Linked DNA regions of Mus musculus: region 1 is linked to region 2. A link is a contact called in public promoter capture Hi-C data. All regions are on one chromosome and are shown on one strand. The core of a region is the stretch at or near the end of the contact, and the rest is flanking DNA. Distances in the headings are between cores, read along the strand shown.

Region 1 (5,433 bases), core at 731-3,230, 4.9 Mb before region 2:
ATTATCAGAATTTTTTCAAACCATGAAAATCATTTATACATATAATACCTGGTACATTTAGAATAAAAGCTTGCAGTAATTTTTAGAAAAAGGACTAAAAATAAATCCAAGTCCATCAAAATGGAATACTACCCAACCAGTAAATGTGGCTCTTCCGTGAACACTATTGCTGAATGATCTCTAGGACTCAGCAGTAGTATGTGAAAATGGAATAATTTGTGTATAGTTTGTGTGTCTTTAAAATACAGATATAAGCTTATAAACGCTGGAAATATCACATCATACCAATTACAGAAGCTGAAAAATAGAAAATGAACAATTGGAGATTGGAGAAAGAGAAACTTTTTACTACACTATTCTGATGGTTTTGACTTCTAAACTGTGTCTCATTAATACCCATAATGTAAATTGGTTTTTCTCCCTGTATTACACACAGACACAAAAAAATGAAAGGAAAAAAAAACCGTAAGTACTAACTACAAAAATATCCCCCACCCTTACATAAACATTAAAATTATACACTTAACACTTAACATTACGCTTCCCTCTTGACATCTCAGGAGTATAATTTCAACAAACATTTTATTCAATATTTTACTACTACTAAGAAAGCTGTTAATAATAACTTCAATTCTGAATGACACTTATACTTGGTCCTTGGAGAAGACTGGGTGGTAAAAAAATACTAAAAACATTAGCCTTCAGGGATTAAGAACAGCTATAAATGCTGTTTTTCTAACAAGTTCAAAAACAGTAAATCCAAAACTCCTCTAGTTAAAAACCTGTGTATCTGTACAAATCTACAGTGCTGAGACAAATATATGAAGAGTTACTTATCTTCATTGGTGTAATGCAACTTAATCCTTACAGAAGCCCAGAAGTGACAAGATATAGACTGGTTCTTTCCTTCTACTGAAGAGACAAGATGAGGAGCAAGCAGCTTGCCCTTGTAACAGCACACATACCCTCCCTGCCTGGGCTTTCACACTCTTTGCTCTCTTTCCCTTTCAGCAACCAGTCCCTGAGGCTCCAAACATGGGTCTCAGTCTGACTCCTTAAAATCCAATGGAGTGAATATACTGGACTATGTAAATAACCCCTTCGAGTTTTCCTGGAAACTTCTTTTCAACCAAAGATCCCGATTGGTTAGAAATCAGGTAACAAGGTTTGCTTAAGAGGTCTTCTAGAGAAACTACACCAGGGCGGGGGGGGGGGGGGTGTGAGGGGGCGATCCAGCACTCTGATGGTGATTTGAAGGGCTAACCGGAGACCTACTAGGTAAGAGCATCATGACATTGGGCTATCTGAAAGCTCGTATGGGTAGGGGGAAAACCTAGCAAACCTGACTGGAAGTAAGCTGCGTGAGGGTCCCTATGAAAGCTCGGGTAGCGATGACTCGTAGGATACCCAAAGATCTGGGACGTAGCAATGCATTAGGAAGCAGTAGTGGCCTTGGTTCCCAGACAAGGATCCGCTCCGACATAACGGTGTCTAGAGGTTCCAGTCAGAGTCCTAAAGAGGGTCTAAAGAGGTTCTAGCAGGAGGTGGAAGGGGGCCAGTGACAGAAGCGCCGCGGCTACTGGTGGACAGAATGGTGTCTGGTCAATGAAAGGTACGGGAGAGTCGAGTCTGGGGGTGGAATCCCGGCGGTACTCCGGCGATTGCTAGGCTTTAGGGGCAGAGCTGCTGGCGGGGCGTCTCCGCCGGGGCGGGGCGGGGCAGCCCTCCGGGAGCCAAAGAGCCGAGCGGGAGACGTGGGCCGGGCCAGGCCAGGCGGCAGGGCCGCTGGGTGCTGGGGCGGGTCTTACCTCTGGCTGCGCCGCGGTGGCCACCACAGCCCCTTCCTCTTCGGCGGTAGCCGCTTCCCCAGCTCGGTTTCCAGGGTCAGAAGGAGAAAGCAGAGGCCGAGGCCGCCGGGGGGTAGGAGGGTTCCGCGAGGGTGGGCCCAGTCGCCTCAGGGTCCGAGAGAGCGGCGGCCGCGCATCCCCCGCCCTGTCAGAGAGACTCCGCCCGGACTGGGCAGGCACATCCCCCGCCGCACCCCGCCCAGAGAGCACGCGTTGGAAGCTAAACCGCGGTCCCTGCTTTTGCCCGGGGACCGGTATCTCCGCCGCAGTCCCTCCCCGTCCTGCCAGGACTTTCCGACGGCCACCGCCAACTGCCTCTGCGTCCCCAGTCCTCTCAGGCCTGCGCGCCCCCGACCCCGCTCACGCGGCCCCGCCCCGCGCGGCTCTCCAGCAGCAGCCGAGCAGGCGCGCGCGCACTTACCTCCCACGCCCCCTGCTGCCAAGCCCCGGACAGCCCCGCCCGGCCCCGCCTCCGCACGTGACGCTGCTGGAGCGGGCTGCCTGCGCTTGCGCGGACACGCCTATTTTCCACCCTCCGAATGGCCCCGCCTCCCCATTCCTTCTTCACTTTACGGCAGGGCTGAGACCTCCGTGTTAGATTCTCGATTACTACATAAAAACGTCGTAAGGTTGGAAAGGCAAACTCTGGGATTACGACCTTAAGTCTCACTTTCCGGCCAGTACAGAGCTCCCTGAAGGCTGGTTGGGTTGGTGAGGCCTGAGGAATAGGTAAGACGCCTCCTCCCTACTTAGGTTTGTCTCAGTTTTTGGAAGCAGTGGATCGCTTTGCGCTCCACGCAGACTCTAGTGTGTCCGAGCCCCTTCCTCATTCTGCAGCTGGATTCTCAGCGCCGCCCCTTTTCCACACACGCACGCCCCTCCCCCCACTTGTTCCCGCCCCCGTGGCCAAGTATTTCTTTCCATTCATTCCACAGACTTTTCACTGAGTTGTTTCTATGCTGTAAAATCCAGAATATTAGAAGAAAATGAAAAAATATCCGCTCTTTTGAAGTGCTGTGATGTAGGAAACAAAGAATCCGCAATGGTAACACAGTAAAATAACACGGGATGAGCTGAACACAAACGGGGGAGTGGGGGGGGGGGGGTCCTTGATTGCAGAAGAGGACTTTTCCCAAATGACTTTCAGGCCTGTGGAGAACTCGTGTTAAAACCTTGGTGGACCGAAACTGGCCAGAAAGAAAATGGGAGTAGAGAAAGGCTAGTACAAAGGCATGTGACAAACAACCTAAGAGTAAAAAGCAAGAGGATTGGCATATACCTAGTAAAAACCGCGCAGGTAGACTTCCATTTGAAACAACTAGACTATGTGGCGAGTGAATTTAAGGCCAATCTTGATCACAAGGCGGGGGAAACTTAACTATAACAAGTGCAAGAAATAATCAGATGCAGGTGCAAAGGCTGTTTTTGAAGATGGCTGATTGCCTGGGATGGCTGGCCTGTTAGCTCCTGAAAGAATAAGGCAGCTAGATCTCCAAGTGGGAAGCCAGTCTGAGCCAATTTTAAAAAAAAAAAAAAAAAAAAAAAAAAAAGCAGATATGGTAGTACACGCCGAGTTTCAGGCTAGCAGGGGATACATAGTGAAACCTTGCCTCAAAGAATAAAGTGAAGTTTAGCTCAGTGAGTAGAACAAGCACTAGATTCTGGGCTCTGGGTCAGTCCTGACTTGGGGAGGTCGGGGCGTGATGGGTGAGTGAAGGGTGAGCCATGGAACCTGAAAGTGAATGACTAAGGGTGAGGAGGGGTAGAGAAGAGAAAAACAGCAGGAGAACACGAGCTTGTCCGTCCATTAGAATCACCTAGGATGCTTTTTTTTTTTTCTTTTTTTAAGTAAAACTAATACCCCTCCAACAAACTATAGCTCACTAGATGACTAATGTTAAGGGTAGAGTCCAGCAAGCTACACAGGAGCGATGAGTGGTGTGAATAGACAAGAAGCTGAGGGAGTTGATTTCCAAACCTTAAAAGCAGGAATCCTTTGACGAGAAAGAATTGAAGATAAGATGAGAAGCTTTAGCAGAAGACTGAAAGAATTAAATGACTGCTCTGGGAACTGAGAGAAGGGAAGCCACTCCTGCCTTTCCAGTCAGGACGGTTCCGTGTGCGTGGGAGGCGGGGAGGGCATGTAGGCGGGAAGTTTGCAGCTAGTGCTAGGCCGTGCTCCTCAACTGAGCCCTATCCCCAGCTTCTCTCAGTTTTTGCTCTTGCTTTGGGTTTTTGCAATAGGGACTCACTGAATTGCTTGGTAGCCAAGGCGGCCGTAAGCTTTCGGATCCTCTTTGCATCGGCTACCACTTCTGCTTCCCATCTCCAATCCTAATCAGATCACCTCAGTTATGGACCCTTCCTCTTCCTGGTAACCCGGTTGTATAAGCTATATGTCCAGGCTCAAAGCTTAAAAACCATCTACATTTTTAGCCCCTCCCCCAAAACAGAGATGAGCCAATTATGGGATTCTAAGCCCAACATCCACTCGCCCTAGACATTCCTGTACACTCAGCCTTGACAATTCAAAGTGTCTTTCTCATTTACTAATTTAAGAACAAGATATAAAGATATTTAAAACGCAGCCTTCTTACAGTCCCACAGTATTGGGGAATACAGGCTTTTAAACAAAAAATTCACTTGACAGAAAAAGTTGTATGAGGTAAAGCCCAAGAAAGCATAGCTGCTGTATGTTAACTAGGGTTAATCAAAGGAAACCTGTCTGTCTGCCTCCTGATAAGAGTGTTGTCCGATAAGGCTAGAGCATTGTATGAAGGAAGAGTAGGGCTGGGAGAAAGATGAAGATGATAAAATGTGAATATATTATGAAGAACCTTGAAATCCATGTTACAGGACTTAAAGTATCTAAGCAATTTATAAATATAAATGACAAAAAAAAAGCTCTTGACCTCTTTTCCTTCCTTTCTTTTTTCTTTTTTCTTTTTTTTTTTTTCCGAGACAGGGTTTCTCTGTATAGCCCTGGCTGTCCTGGAACTCACTTTGTAGACCAGTCTGGCCTCGAACTCAGAAATCCGCCTGCCTCTGCCTCCCTAGTGCTGGGATTAAAGGCGTGTGCCACCAAGCCCGGCAGCTCTTAACCTCTTACAGTCTAGATGCCTTTGGAAGTTTGGTCTGTCAACCTGATCTCAGAAAATTCACTTAAATATATACAGTAAAATACATAGAAGTAAGAAACCAATGTTAAGTACTTAAACACCTTAAAATATGTAGCGTAGTTACAAATGTACTTCGTTGCACATTAAGTAGCATGTAGCAACAGGCCTAATTATATAATGTCAAAAGAGTAATGAATATAAATTGCATTGAGATAACCTGCAACAACTGTAATATGATGTGAAAATATCAGATTTTTAGTGACAAAAACTGTTAATACTACAGTGATTGCCTACAATTATTGAAGAAAATGATAAATTTGAGCCAGGATCAACTGTAAATAAAGGACATTTTTCCCCCAAGTCCAAGCTCTTAAAATCCTTGAATTTTAATCATGTCCATCTGTATGGATCCCAAGTTTCAAAATTCTCCAGTGTAATAGTTTTAAGCACAAATATGGTATAGTAGA
Region 2 (5,949 bases), core at 1,627-4,126:
AAGCGTTTTGCCTACTAAACCAATGCCCCCTCCCTTTTTTGGTAAACAATCTTCTAGAACCAATACAAAATCATCATCACTTATGGGATAAAATAAATAATAGACATAAAATATTAAAAAATACCCATACTCTCTTATCAGTACAAATTACTGCAACAGAAAGAATGCTACTGTTGCCATTCTAGGGAATAGTTATTTTTATTTTTAAAGAGCAATATAGTTCTAAGAAAAAAAATACCTACATTGTCTCAAAATGCATATAGATACATATAATACATGAAGAGTATTTAAATTCATAAAAATCTGCAGTATTTATAAAGGAGCAATAAAACAGGACTAAAGAAAATCTCTCTCCAAACTGTAGAAGGCTGGCCATGAATTTTTTTCATAAAAGCTTACACCAGCAACCATTCTTCCAAACAGGTTTTCTATTCTTTGGTCTTGTTAGAAAAATTGCTCAACTGTCAACTAAATCAAAAGCTGTGCTTAGTGGGACCTTCTTCCCACTGCAGCACTGAGACAGAAATGACAGTTCAAGGCCACCCTGGGCCACTTAGGAGACCATGTCTCAAAACAAAAGACAACTGAAAATCAAAGTTAAGACTCCATCCATCCAATGGCCAGGTTAAGCACGTTCATTTTTCTGAGAATGCGATGAAAGGTTTGACCCCGATGAGGAATGTGAAAACGTTTACCAAAGTGTCAGAGAATCAAGCCTAGCAGTGAAGAACAATTTGAACCAGTGGGCTCAGTTGATGATTCTATTTAAAGATGATAAATATTTTTAAAGAATAATCAGAGGCTCTAAGCAGTAGCGGTCCCTGCCTTTGATCTTAGCACTTGGAAGGCAATAACAGATAGATCTTTGAGTATGAGACCAGCCTGGTCTACAGAGTGGATGACAGGACAGTCACATTCTACAGAGAAACCCTGTCCTGAAAAAAACAAAAACAAAACAATAACCAGAGGCACTGACCATTGAAAAAGTTAACACACACATTCAGTCACTATAGATTATGATGTTCTCTTTTAAAAATAAGATTAGCTTCTGGGGGGAGGGGAGGAGAGGCAGCATCTAATTAACTAAAAGTTTAAAGAAGAAATCGAGGTATGGTTTCTATTGTTCTCAACCAAAAGTCCCAAAGGAAGTTTTATAAAATGTCTTCTGCTCACCTTGACCAATGCACTGTAACTACTAGAAACTAAGCCCACGAAAAACGTAAAGCAACATTACCATACTTGGTGCCGCCAAGTTTAGGTACATTGAAGAACTTCTTCTGTGAATTGCCATTTAATGTTTCAATAAGGTACTCAAAGGTGTATCCTGGAGAAGAAAAAGAACAAATGCCTTTCATTAAATACATTCCATCAAATACATTAAGTACATTAACTACAGTTACCAAGAACCTTATTCAAAGAGAAAACACCCAAACTTTTGCTCAGCAGAACTCTGTGTGTGATGGAAAGCTGATGGGAATATTGCACATTTGCATTACCCTGCGGGGCAGCTACGAGGGCCACCTTGAACCATGGAGGCAGTGATGGAGGTGCTGACTGTCCCATACCACAGACACAAGACTCGTCTCCACGGGACTGCAAGGGGACAATTCTAAACCTCGACTCTTGTCAAACAGAAACTAGTGAGACAGACAGCTTTCTACCTTGCCTGTTGACACAGGGTGTTGTCACTGTATCCCAGAGTGGACTTAACCTCACTGGGCAACCCAGGAGAGCCTGCAAGTAGAGGCAATAATCGCCCATTCTGTCTCCTGAATGCTGGGATTACAGCATTACCCACCCAATGGCTTTTCAATCTTAGAAATGTTAAATGTCTGCAAAGAGACCATAAGAATGGTTTAAATGATGTACAAGCATTCAGAAATCGTGCCCTGAACATGCTTAAGTACAGAGATAATGCTTTGACAAAACCATTGTTAGAGGTTCAAAAGGCAATTAAAAATCCAACAACAGAACACTAAAGATGATTTTTAAAGTGACCATCAAAATATCTAGGTAAACTGGCACATTAGATTCTACTAAGAGATATACCCTTAATGGTTATGCACTAATTGAATATGCCCCCACTCTCAGTGTTGTGAGAAAGGGTGAGGTAGATAAAAATTCATTATGCGGCCTCATTACTTGGATGGGTGAGACCCTTAAACATTGCTCTAAGATCTTCTTCCAAAACCAGAAAAGACAAGCACAGTCCATTCAGAAAGAACAGTGTTTTTCTTTTGTGGAGGGAGGTGGATGGGGGAGGAGACTGCAACAAATGATCTGGGAACCGGCTAACGTTCAGCCTCGACAGCCCCTCCACTTCCAGGAGCAAAGAAAGGGAGATCCCAGGATGCTGGGTAGAAGGATCAGCCAGCAGAGTGAAAGCCAAACAAGGGAGCCAGGTCTTCCGACACTCAATGCTCACAAAAGGGGGGCGGGCAGAGAAAGACGTGGGCTTGTCCCTGCCCCAGCAGTTCCTCCTGGGGGCCTGGAGGCTGCAGCCAACAAGCAGCGGGCCCCGGCCAGGGGCGGAATTAGCGCTCCGCTGAAGAGCGGGACGCGCGGGCGGGGACGCCCGGCCTTCGCGGCCTCCGCCCCGAGGGGAGAGAACGACCAAGCCCTGAGGGCCCGACCGCCCCCCCGGGTGACCGTAAGCAGAGCACAGCGAGGGCCACGGATGTACAGCAGCGCACGCCACCAGCCGCCAACGCTAAGGCGGCGGCCGGGAACTGACCTGCACTTGGGGAGTCCATCGCCGGAGACCATATTATCCCTGCGGGGAGGGGGCCAGCGGGGGAAGGAGGGGGAGGCCAGGCCGGGAAGAGAGGGAGGAAGACGGGCGGACGGGCAGGGGAAAGGAGGAAGGAAGCAGTCTCGCGCAGGCACCGCGAGAGCCGCAGAGCTGGCCCGGGGTCCGCGCTCGCGGGATTTGCCGGCTAACTCTCGCGAGATCCTCGGACCGGCGAAACAAAGAAAGAGCGGGGCGGAGCCAGCGGGTAGGCGGGTCTCTGCGCAGCCTCTGTTGTTCTCCAGAGCTGGAGGTGGGGGGGCGGAACCCTGGGAGGTTAGTAACTTTGACAACGGGACGCCATAGGTTCCGTTACTTTCTTGTGGGCCCAAAAGTATACCGTGAGGTTTTGAGGTCCCGCGATGTCTGCAGGACTGTCTTGTAGGAAAGAGCCAGGATTGGGACTCAAGTTCTCCCTGCATGGTAAAGCCTTGTGTTAAGCCGTGATGTAATGAGGCGCCCACTCGTGCATTCTCAAGAGAACAAGGCCGGGTTAATGGGACACATAGGCAATCGACTAATTGAATGAATTAAAATGTCCATACTTTCCTATAACTTCAACCTTTCTCTTCCCAGGAGCAGTTAAACGTGATGGTGTCCTAAGTTTCTCTCTGGCCCCGCCAGGGAGAGTCCTTATGTCTTCCCTGTCTTGTCTTTTGGTTAGCGGACTCTTTGGAGTTGTCTGGTTTGCCCTTTTCTTCCCCACTCCTATCCCTTCTCAGACTGGTTTCCACTTCCAAAAATGCCTGTGATAAAGGTAGGCATAACTATTTGCTAATACCCCAGCTCTTGCTTTAACTGTTTGTTTAGTATGTTTGCTAAGACAAACTGTATTAGCTTCCATAATTCCAAAACTATTCTGTACTTCCTGGCCTCCAAGCCTGCTTCATCCCAGTCTCCTCTACCAGGGCCTTTCTCTGCCCAGCTATTAAGTGTACTGTCATTAACTCTATCTCGTGACATGAGCTTTGCACCAGATTTCATTTCCTCTGGCTCATTCATCTGTCTATTGGCTCCAGCTATCCGTTCATAAGCTGATGCTCTCTAGCCTACCTACAACTCAAACCCATCTCCTAAGCTTAGAGGAATATATCCTAACGCTTGTTACCACAGGCATCTCCTATGCAAAACCACCACCACAACCACTGCCACCCAAGCCAGTGACTGAGTCCTTATGTGTCTGTCACCTACACCAGCGAATGCCACCGCCTAAGCACATACCAGCACGCTATCCTTGGCTCCTCTCTTCCATTACTGTTTAGAAGTCCACTTGATCCACTGGCTTCCTGACCTTAACAACTGTGACAGTCTTCTCAGAAAGTCTCAAGGGCATGACTATTCTCGAAATCATCTCCATGAAACTGAAACAAACTAGGAAGGACACAGTAACCAAACTCACATACCAAGAAACTGAGTCTGGATTTGCGATGCATTCAGATGGAAGCAAGAGCTCACGTATAACTTCATTGTTCACGAGGCTGAACTGAATAGTTCTGCTTCTCTTGAAACAACACTCCTGTACACCGTTGGCTAACCCTTACTCACTCTTTCAAGACTTGGGCTTTTCTTTTTATGTTTTAAAGATTTATTTATATGTGTATCTCAATGTTAGTGTATGTCATGTGTGTGCAGGTGCCCAAGGAGGCCAGAAGAGGGTGTTGAATCATCCTAATTACCAACCTATCTCTCAAATCTCATGGTTTTCACTAGTTTGAGCTTTTGAAAATTCGTTTGTTGTGGTTCTGGGGGTTGAACTGAAGTCTTCTACAAGAGCACAAATGGCCTTAATTGCTAAGCAATCTCTCCATCCCCCCAGGACAGTCTCTCATACAACCACACTACAACAGTTAAATTCAAGAAATTTAGCACTAGCTGGGCGTGGTGGTACATGCCTTTAATCCCAGCACTCAGGAGGCAGAGGCAGGTGGATTTCTGAGTTTGAGGACAGCCTGGTTTACAAAGTGAGTTCCAGGACAGCCAGGGCTATACAGAAAAACCCTGTCTCAAAAAAAAAAAAAAAAAAAAAAGAAGAAGAAAGAAAGAAAGAAAGAAAGAAAGAAAGAAAGAAGGAAATTTAGCACTGGTACAGTACCATTAATATTTACACTTTATGCATTTGAAGAATCAGCCCTATTAATATTCTATAATCAAACATTGACATCATTTACAACCAAATTTTAAAATGTTGCCAATTGTTTCAATTGTTTACCTTGTTTTATTTATTTGTTTTGAGATGGTCTTGCTGTGTAGCTCTGGCTGATTCCACATTCACCAGACAACCCCAAAGGGACACTAGGCTGCCCACGCGTGACAAACGTGGCTCTGGCAGGGCCTGCCCTTCTCCTTCATTCCCTCTGCCTTGTAAAACTGTTAGATTACACTCCTAAAGCTGGCAATCAAGGTCTGTTCCCTTATTTAGCTACTTCTTCCTCCTGAGGCTGACAACAAAGGTCCAGCTATTAAAAGATTGAAGTCCAGCAATCAACAGCCCCCTTTGGCCCACCTAATTAACACGCACAATTAAATTTAAAACCTCACCCTAACCCAGGGTTTCCCTTTTCCCTTTATAAACTGTCATATGCCTAGGAGGCTTGTCTGTCTGCTCTCCATCCAGAGGCAGTCCCCTGCTCCCCTCCCCCACAGACATGCTCCTTTCCCCCTTTGTCCTGCTCCCTTTCTCCCCTCCCTGTTCCCTTCCCCTTCTCCCTGTCCTTTATCTCCAGTCTTTGTCCCCTATCCTGTCCTCTGTCCCTCCTTTTTGCTGAGAACTTGGTCTTGGGTGTCTCGAGCTGACTCAGAGGGGAAAAAAGCCCAAAGTATCTTCAAACTTATAGCAGTTCTCCTGCCTCAACCTCCCAAGTACTGGTGTTACAGCCATGTGCTACCACGCCTAGATAATATTGTTTTTCTAGAAACTTTTTCCCACTAAAATCCAATCCTGTCTAGTCTGTACTTAGGATAGTCTCTTAGCTGCTTATTTTCCTTGGTGCTGTTGGTATCTGTCAAAGCACATAGTTGTTTTTGCAAAATGTTCATTAATTGGAACTTGCCTCATTGTTTCTTCATGCTAAGGTTCATCAGGTGAGTCCAACCTTTAGATATTGCATCACAGCGCTCACTTCAAAGTTCATGAAAACTTATGCAACCAAGTTTTAAAAAAG

The links. Promoter capture Hi-C pulls out the DNA fragments that hold promoters and counts their contacts.
Region 1: a promoter capture Hi-C map of pre-B cells shows a contact between it and region 2, with 5 times the contacts expected there. The contact joins the promoter of Myo9a here to the promoter of Ireb2 in region 2. A contact is called at or near these places in 2 of 39 promoter capture datasets (erythroid cells and pre-B cells).

The regions. Positions count from the first base shown.
Region 1 is chr9:59,747,721-59,753,153 of GRCm38.p6, reverse strand. It overlaps Myo9a (myosin IXa), which reads right to left and starts at 1,980. Exons shown (of 44, transcript NM_173018.2): 1 at 1,809-1,980. Senp8 (SUMO/sentrin specific peptidase 8) reads left to right here and starts at 2,505. Exons shown (of 2, transcript NM_027838.3): 1 at 2,505-2,576.
Region 2 is chr9:54,860,682-54,866,630 of GRCm38.p6, reverse strand. It overlaps Ireb2 (iron responsive element binding protein 2), which reads right to left and starts at 2,876. Exons shown (of 22, transcript NM_022655.3): 1 at 2,735-2,876; 2 at 1,235-1,324. The coding sequence starts at 2,753.